Linked DNA regions of Hordeum vulgare: region 1 is linked to region 2. A link is a contact called in public Hi-C data. All regions are on one chromosome and are shown on one strand. Each heading gives the region's core, a stretch centred on a gene start, on an enhancer-like site or on the middle of the called end of the contact. The rest is flanking DNA. Distances are from core to core; before and after follow the strand shown. Region 1 holds the start of LOC123397689. Region 2 has its middle 100 kb from the start of LOC123397690.

The links. A called contact is a pair of places that touch in the nucleus more often than the background predicts.
Region 1: a Hi-C map of seedling shows a contact between it and region 2, with 7 times the contacts expected there. The contact joins the promoter of LOC123397689 here to the enhancer-like site in region 2. A contact is called at or near these places in 2 of 6 Hi-C or Micro-C datasets (leaf and seedling) and 1 of 1 datasets of contacts at active chromatin or transcription factors (embryo).

Annotation. Positions count from the first base shown.
Region 1 is chr5H:98,975,141-98,980,078 of MorexV3_pseudomolecules_assembly, forward strand. It overlaps LOC123397689, which reads left to right and starts at 1,737. Exons shown (of 5, transcript XM_045092227.1): 1 at 1,737-1,826; 2 at 4,554-4,618; 3 at 4,906-4,938. The coding sequence starts at 4,565.
Region 2 is chr5H:98,644,097-98,648,771 of MorexV3_pseudomolecules_assembly, forward strand. No RefSeq gene overlaps it. Among protein-coding and RNA genes, the nearest start is that of LOC123397690, 100 kb to the right of the region's middle. Within about 2 kb of position 1,690, at least 1 of the 3 cell types and tissues checked has open chromatin away from gene starts, as enhancers often do. A contact at or near this core is called in seedling, where this site is marked.

The DNA.
Region 1 (4,938 bases), core at 487-2,986, 330 kb after region 2:
AGGTTTTAAAAAATTTGCGAATTGTGAAAAGAATGTTCACGAAATGATAAATGCTCACGTATTCAACATAATTCATGATTTCAAGAAAAAGTTGATCTATTAAGAAAATCTGCACAATTTTCAAAAATATTAATGAATTTCATAATAAAAATTCCAAAAAAAGTTCATGTATACATGAATTATATAAAAAAATCATGGATTTCTATGAAACCTTCACAATATTCAATAAATGGTCTGGTATTTAAACAATTGTTCCCAGAATACAAAAAATATTTGCTTATTCAAAAATTATTCGTGAACTCAAACAATGTTCATCACAAACATTTTTTCCTGAAATTAAAAATGTGTTCCCATATTTCAAAAATTGTTCACTCGTTCAAAAGAAAATGTTCATGGTTTAAACATTTATCATGATTTTTAGAAACATTCACAATTTCAAAACAATGTTCATGAATTTCAAAAAATGATAATGATTCAGAAAATGTTCATGAACATGAAAGATGTGTGCAAATTGGAAAAAACAAAGAAAGAAGAAAAGACATAAAAGAAAAATAAAAAACCCAGAAAGAACAAATGGAAAAAGAAAAAGATAGAAAAAATAGAAATGCAAAATAAACAATTTAGGGCTAGAACCTCCCCAAAACCTGGATAAGATGAAATCGGGGAATGGGCTGGCCAATACAAATAGCAGCACGCAAGGGGGGTACGCGGTAGGTCGCTGATCGGCGAGCTAAGAGCAACTAGTTAGCGAGCACTTATTCGGGAGCCTCCGAACGATCACTCCCACACGCCACCACTTGGCGCGTTCTCAGCTCCGCCACGTGTCACGCTCTAAGCTTACTAACCAACACAACCATTGCACACTCGTGAATTTAGTAGTGCTAAATTGTAAGAACAATTATGGACTCACTATTTATTCATCACCTAGTTTTTTATTTCTTTTTAAGAAATTGTGAATTTAAAAACGTTCATCGATGTTGAGACAAAAAATTCACAAACTTAAAGAAAGTTTATCGATTTTGAGAAATATTTCATCTTTTTGAGGAAAAGTTCACAAACTTAGAAAAATTCACCGATTTTTAAAAAACTTTATGAAAAGGTTTAAAAAAATTATCATTTTTGAAATAAAATTCATTGTTTTTTTATAAAAGTTCATCGACTTTGTCAAAAAAAACATCGAGTTTGAAAAATAGTTAATTTATTTTGAAAAAAGTTCACAAATTTGAAAAATCGTCAATCTTGAAAAAAGTTCAACAAATTTAATTTTTTTTTATTGAATTTGTAAAAAATTTAAAAATATTTGAAAAATCTTTTAGTTAGAAAAAAGTTCATCCAAATTGATGGTAAGATAAAAGGAAACTGTAAAAAAAGAAAAACTAAAACAAAAAACAAAAAAGAAGAAAAAAGAAAGAAAACATGATAAGATAAAAAATGATGGAACTTTGTGCATTACGTTTCCGTGGTGGGGTGGTTACTACAGTGCGCAGTCAGTCAGCAGATCCCCGGTTTGATTCTCAACTCTTACCAGTTGCCGACGCCTGCAGCGTTTGCCAGAGCTACATGCCAAATACTTGGAATGACCCGTTTAAAGTACAGGACTACAGGGTCTTTTGAGATGGATTTAACGGTGAAAACTATACTTTCTGACATTATTACGTGGGCTTTATGGGTCACTAGGCAACGGAATAAGCCCAACCCAATATCGAACAGGTCTATGGGCAAGTACCAGCGAGGTATCCCTTGCCACGACGTAGCAGTCGTTCACACACCGGTCCAGAGGCCGCCGCCGCCGCCGCCGCCGCCGTCGGCCGCTACGAGAACCCCAGGTACACTGGCGCCCTCAAGCATTGTGCCTCCTTGAATCCCGCAGTTACTCTCCACCTCGAGTCCCTCTCTCCTCTCCCCCCGGCCCCCGCCATCCATCTACTGGATCGCTGTGGAGTGATCCTACCGGAATGGTTGGAAACCTAGAGGTTGATCCGACTGATCTCGCCAGGTTTGATCCGACGACCGAGCTCCATGCCTCCTCCGAGCAACTACACCTCCCTCCGGCGACGGCGACAGCCTCGTCTACCTTCTCCTCCTCCGGCTACGCCTACTCTCTACTCCGACGCGCTCACCGCAGTCTCTCACCGACGTGCTAGATGTCCCCAGACCTGCGAAGGCTAGCCGAGTCTCCTCCTCTTTGCCTGTTTTTTCGATGCTCACCCCGCTCTTGGGTGCTGGGGATGGAGAGCATCTTGTCCCCACTGACTGCAGTTCTTCCTCAGCAATGCGAATGTTTAGTTGACCATCACCTTGTTAAGCAGCCATGAGTGAGGTGTCCCACCATTTCCCCGCGGATGAACTTTGTGCATAGATGTATCTTTGCTAAACACTGGCAGGATAGGTAGGCCATCATATATCATTACAGCCCATTTAGCAAGCTTGGATGGCACCGGAGTCTGCTTCAACTAATTATATTCACAAGGCAACCGAGCTGTCCACAGATCTGTTGTAGATGTTGTGGTTTCAGTTTCCTAACCCTCTTTCTCGATGGCAATTGATCTGCAGCTTTGCATCTTGGGGGACAACTTCTGAGAAAAAACCATCGCTAATCATGGCACAAAACTGATTGCATCTAAACCCTTGTCCTATTTTACTGGTTCCTGAAACAGCTAGAGCCAGTTGCTGCATCTATGTGCACTGAATTGCTTTCCTCAAACAGCTAGAGCCAATTGCTTCATCTATGTGCATCGAATTGCTATATATTCTGGTTTCATCCTAGAGTTATTTATACATAGCCGCAACGATCTAAACTCTAATGCTTTTCCATGATTCAGTTGCCACTTGCTTTGAGTGTGTGGGCACTGCAGTCCGCCTGTAACTTAGCCCCTGGAGCCACTGAGCAAGTACTCCCAGTTCCTTAGGATTTAACATGAGTAGCATGCCTCATATCATGGATATATGATAATTCATGAAGTCTGATCACAGCTTTCTCCCAGAGTAGAGGTTATATCAGTTCCTGTCTTTTTTTCCCATCATTAGTTCTTGCCAAATAGAAGTTCTCGCCAATTAGGTCTCTTTCTTGCTTTATTTACTTGTATGACTTTATTTTCCTTACACTGTCTTGCTTGTGTGACTTTATTTTTCTTCCTCTTCTGGATATACTGAAGGACTGAACATAGTGCACTGCAATTAGTTGTCCAAACATTATGATTTGTTTTGATCTTTTCACAATATTTCTGATATTTTTTTGCCTGGAATCCTCCCTGGTAACCAAAGAAGCCCCAAATAACCCACCCTCTCCTTTCCTTCTCCATGAAATGCCTGGATCAGTATAATTACTGTGAATTTGCAGTGTCCACAGTTTAGTAGAAATTGCTTGTGGAAGAAAGGCATCTTCTTGAACGGGTGTTCACAAGGTCTTGTAGTTTGCTCTTTGTCTCTTGGGTAGCAGCCCAAGGCCCATCTAATTTTATAGATGTTGTGATATGTTGGTCTGTAATGTTTGTGTTGATCAACAAAGGAGCAATTCAGGCCTGTTTACTACTCCCTCCGTCAGGAATTCCTTGTCGCAAAAATGAATAGAAATGGATGTATCTAGAACTAAAATACATCTAGATACATCCATTCCTCGGACAAGTATTTTCGGACGGAGGGAGTATTTGGATGATCCTTGCTTTGGAAGCTGGTACTTTCATGCAGTCTCTTACTGCTTGTACCAAGGTCCTTGGTGTGATTGTAAGGTTGTATCCTCAAATGCACGGATACTTCAGCCGACCAGCGAATTCGTATTGGATACCGTATCCGGTACTGATACTCCTCCGATACGCCCCCGATACATAGGATACTTTGCCAGGACATTTTGGATGCTTTTCCATCCCAGGTAAGAGCCCACTCAGCCCAATTAAGAGGCAACCAGCAACCCTAGTGCCCCGATGCGCCCCATCGGTTCCCTCACAGCATCTTTCCTCCCTCCCGTGCTCACACCAGCCGGTCGCCAACGGCTGCTCACCCAGGTCCCAGGGCCGCCGGCGGCGACGGCGGCCGCTAGCCGGTAACGAGCTGCTCCTCCTCACCAACGTCCTCTCTCACGCAGCAGCCATGTATGTACAGTTCTCTTCTCCATTTCTCCTGCCCAGCCAAGCTCATCTCCTCTTCTTTCTTCTCTGATCTTTGAAGATCTCTTATTCTCATCTCCTCCAGATTGCTTTGAGTAGCTACAACGTATCCGTATTGGCACTTTTCTAAAATGGAGAATTTATGTATTCGTATTGGCCCGATACTGATACCCGTATCTGTATTGGTGCATTCGAGTTGTATCACATTTTTGGATATGGTTCTGTTCCCTTGTTTCTTGCAAGTTGTTGATATATAGCTTTTGTGTGCATATTGGTATTTTTTAATCTATACTCTTTTCTGTGGTAGTATGTTGTACTGGTGTGTGTGCCTTGAACCTTTTTGTAATGAAAAACATTGTCTGGATTATTTTTCCTTAATTGCTGTAGGCGAATAATAAAGCTTTGAGATTTACATGTTTAAGTAGCCGACTTTCTGACTGACTATTTCAGAGTAAAGGAAGATGCCTTCACTTCAGAAAGCTTTACCTCCAGAACTTGCCGATAATGCGCTTAGAGTAAGGCTCCTATTTCACCTTTTTAATAGACAAATTACCCCCATCATGACCTGTACATGGTGATGGTAATGAGTAGTAAGTTCTGAAATTTCATTTCTGTAGTTGGAGTAGCTCTGTCAGTTAGTTTACCCTTTTAGCTTCAGCCTTTGCAAATCATGTCTAGTACTCTCGTGCACCTAGCTGAGCTCTTCATCATCATCAGAACTGGTCACACAAAATAATAAATAAATGATGGCATGAGGAGAAAATGTTATCGGCGCTTATAAGCTCTTTTTGTTATGATGTAGTTATACCGCGAGTGCTTAAGGAGGGCTAAGTTC
Region 2 (4,675 bases), core at 440-2,939:
GCCCTTGCGTTGCAACGGAAGAAAAAACATCATAATTTTCAACGGCGATAACCATATTTTGCTACATCACCGAAAAATACATTATCACTTTCATTTTTGTGAAATCATATTTTTGAAAAATATTTGAAATTGTGATAAAAATTCAAGTTCGCGAACATTTTCTAAAATCAGGAATATATTTTTGCATTCATGAACATTTTAGACTATTTGTAAATATATATTCTTAAAATGTGAACATTTTTAAAATATTTTTCTTGAATCAGCGAACTTATCTAGAGTCGACACACACAATAAATCTAAATATTGCAACGTCTACATTTTCATCTAATGAAACTTGATGGAGAAAAATGAGGATATGTGACCCAGTGACAGTTCGCTCGCCCGAGCTCTTGGTGGAATTTACTATTATGGTATAGTTATGGATTTGATAATAATATATTCTGTCAGTTGCTACGAAAAATCTATGAATGCAAACTACCAACAACATATTCAAATCTAGAAGAAAACTAGAAAACTTGAGAGACAAAACAAAAAGTTTATTTTGACAGCAATACTCCTCTAAATGGCATATACTGTCAGATTTTGTTTTGTACTGAAATTTTTAGACACCAAAACCTGAAATGTAATACAATCCCAAAAAAAAGAGGTAAAGGAGATACTGAAATTAAAAAGCAAAAATAATAATTTAAGAAAGGCAGCAACAGGGATCGAACTCAGGTATCCGGATGAAAGAGCATGACTCAGATCAGTGGGATGCGCGTGGAACTGTGATTTGTTCAGGTATTATTTTAAATGGAGAATGGACGAACGCCTGACTCCAAAAAAAAGGAAAACAAATCGTTTTTTCCACTCACCGGTGGCATAGGGGCGTAATTCCTGCGAAGTCTAGGGGCAAATTCCGCAACGAACGACAGAAGCGGTAGCTCTTTTATTATTATAGCAAAAGAGTCCGTGCGTTGCAACAGAAGCAAATCATACAACACGTCTTAACCTAATAATCATTACTTGAGATCTTTATTGTTTCTCACTTAAAACGGACTGCGGGTTGATTTTGGAAAACTTCAAGGGATTTTCTACAAAACAACCACGACGGACGGAAGAAGCAATGCGTGCTTTATTATTAGGGAGAGATTTTTGGACTCCGACGTCTCCTGTTCGCGTTCCCTTGGCGTATGAGGAGCTCCATGCGCGCACGGGCCTTGGACATTTCTGGTCTCGTGTTACCGACGGCGTCCGCTCGGCTCGGCTAGCTCTGTCACCTTGGTTCTGATTGCCAAGTTCTCGTGCCTAATCGAACGCCATCGTTTTCCCCAGCCGGCAGCGTTTTTAATTCGTATCAGGGACGATCCCGGTTCAAATCTCTTGGGCAGAGATTTGCCGTGAAGAAAAGTCAATCAACGTCGGGAGCCGGCTCCACCCAACTCCGGCTCAGGTTCCCCGTCCCTGCATTGCACGCAGTGCCTTCGTACAAACAAGTCGACAGCAACAAAACTGTATTCTTGGATAAAAAATGAGATGGAAAATAAGTAAAAATGAAAAAAGAAATGGACATGAAATGCGCCTGGACGTTGTTTCCTCCGCTACTGCTCATTAAAAATGCCATTGGCCTGGCCGCGGTGGCAGCTAGCCTCTGCAGCTCCTAGGAAGCCTACGCTCGGCAGTTGGCACTTCCCAACGCAGCAACAGCGCCAATCTGCAGCTCCTCTCTATCCGGCCCTCTGCGTAGCAAGCTACTACTAGTACTCCATCTCTATCCCGTGAGGAGTAATGCGCGCGACGCAGGCTTGTAGCGTCCCATCTCTCTTCACTCGCATTACGGGGAAACGGGAAGGGGTCATATTCTCAACATCCGCCTCCTGAACCGTCCGGTCTGCATGCCATGCCCTCTCGCGCGCGTGCATGCGCATGTCCCAAGCACAATGCATACACTACTCCCGCATTGATCTCTCTACCTCTCTCTCTCTCTGTGTCTTTCCCAACGTTGCCTAGCTATTTCAATCCCTACCTATAGGAGCCTAGCACGGGAGTGAGCAATCACATGCATGGCCTCCCTCGGTCTGTCTCGATATAAGGGCATCTTCAACAGTTTGTTGGTTAGGTTGTTAGTAAAATATGCCATGTCATCAACCAACACCTTAACATACAACTACTCCAATGGGTTGTATCTAGTTTGCCCAATAAGATGTGATGTAATAAATAAGGTGCTCTCTCATTCTACATTGGAGCTTGTGCAAGGGTGTTGGTTAATTTACATACAACCTTGCTCTCTTTCCTCATTTATTGCATGACACATCATCAAAAATCCTATGTGTCAAAATTACCAACAACTATCTTATAACCATTGGAGATGCCCTAACAAATCATACTAGTACTACTCCCTCAGTACCTAAATATAAGTCTTTTAAGATATTTCACCAGATGTTTACAAACAAAGCAAAATGAATAAATCTATACTCTAGAGTATGTATATATACATCCGTATGTAGTTCATTAGTTAAACCTTTAGAAAGAATTATATTTAGGAACGGAGGGAGTAGTATCCATTGTTTGCAAGCTCACGAGTAGCTGATTACCACGCATGCAGCATGCAGACACGCACAGTAATGCCGTCTTCAATTGCTAGCCTCCTCCTCCTCCTGTGAGCATGGAGGTCAATCGGTCGAAGCAAAAAGGTTCCACAAGATCTCGTCGCAGGCATGAGATGGATTCGTGGATTCCATATTTATGTCGTTGCGTGGCTTGAGCATTTCGTTGCCTACTCATGTACTCCCTTGGTCCATAAATAAATGTATATTTAGTTTAAAATTTGTCCATAAAAAAATACACATCTATCTTTCCGATGCATTATAAAGTAGAGAACAAATAGCATCGATTAGTAGAACCAATTTGCTGACAGTTGGGGAACGAAATTAGGGTTCATCACGCCGGTGAGTAAAGCAAAGCAGGGCGGGAGGACAAATCAGAGCGGGGCGGCGGTGGCTGGCGCCGGCGGCAGAGAGGGAGATGTCGTGGTCGTCGAGTACTTCTGTCGCGCCCGGCTTCCGTCGAGCTTCAGGAAGGAGTGGGGCCGATGTGCGCTCGCCGGTCCGCTACCGCGAAGACGCCATGGCGTATGAGCCTGCTAAGTACTACAGGTGCGACCCTCGTAGGAAGGCGCCTTGTTGGATCTCGTGGAGCCGTCAGAATCCAGGCAGGCGATACTACGCCTGCGTGGATGCACAGGTGAGAATCCATCCGATTCGATTTCTCCCTAAACTACGGGCATCGGAGGAGGAGGGCATCGAGATGTCTACCTCAAGTTGTTTGCGCCGCCCCGCCGTCACGATCGTCGCCGTGGAGCCGTTCACCTGCCGGTCGCCATTGCTGCCGCGCAAGAGAGAGAGGTCGAAGCCGGGAAGACACGGAGCGGTCAAGGTCATAAATGCCTCCTCTGCCTCGCGGGCCTGTCCACCCGCGTGAAACATTGGGCCGGCCCAGTCCATCTGCGCAAATTAGGGTCCAGTACGTCCGCAACGCAACCATTTTCGGGCATAAGTTGCCACATCACCAATCCTTGTTTGGTGGTACACTTCAAGGTTCGATTTAGACCAGGATTTGGAAGTTTAGGGTGCAATCGACAGGGATTTGGACATCAGGGTCTATTTTGCCGGAGCGCTACCAGTTCAGGGTTTAGAATAGACTTTTTCCTTTGCAAAAAGGTAGTGTAGCGGCAATGTCCCCCTCTTTATACATGTCCAAGTGACGACCTGCATAGCGTTTATGTAATATGCATTATATTTTTGAAACATATACGATGTTGTAATGGTCTACGATAGTTTTATGTTTTGCAACAAAACCTTTATTTCAAAACATTTTTACAACAAAACCTCAGTTGTAAAAAAATTATTACAAAACCTCAGTTGCAAAAAAACCATCACAAATAAAGTTGCTGCAGACTAGCAATGGTAAGGCGTGCTCGGCTCATCTGATGCCACAAATCTGACGGCTCGCGACCCGGCTGCTCTTTTAAAAGGACGAGTCGGCTCATGCGTAGCACACTTATTTAAGTTTTATTTTTTTATACTTACATTTTTGTTCGTCATAGGTTTTGAAATTTACAATTTTATCGGTCACTCGTAACAAATTTTAGGAATTGACACATTTTTATCAGTCGTAGATCCTGAAGCTCACGATTTTGGTTGTTCGTACCAATTTTCACAAGTTGAAAAACTCATCAAAACGTATCTGGAAAATGGTTCTCATTTGGAAGCCCTCACCATCATAAACATGAATTTGTAAATATAATTTAGTGTGTATTTTGTGTTTGAAAGATACGAAAGATTAAAAATTTAAAGCAAAAAAAGAAAAAGGGGTCGCATGCCCCCGCTCATGCATGCTAAAATCCTCTCCCATCTAAGTCAAGTGGTGAAGCCATTCCTTACGCTATACAGCAAGCCATCGCCATCTCGTTTGCGGACACTTCCATATGACATCGAAACACCGTTGGTATATACATTTATATGTTTACTATTGTTTTCTTAATTACATGAACTCGCATTGTTTGAACGTGAAATCAACCTTGTTTTAGCAAACCTCATTGTTCTCTAAATTGGTAAGTTATAAGAAAATGACCAATGCACCGGTCATTTTTCCTTGGTGAAAAAGGATGAGGTCGTGCAGAGCTTAGAGGCTAAGG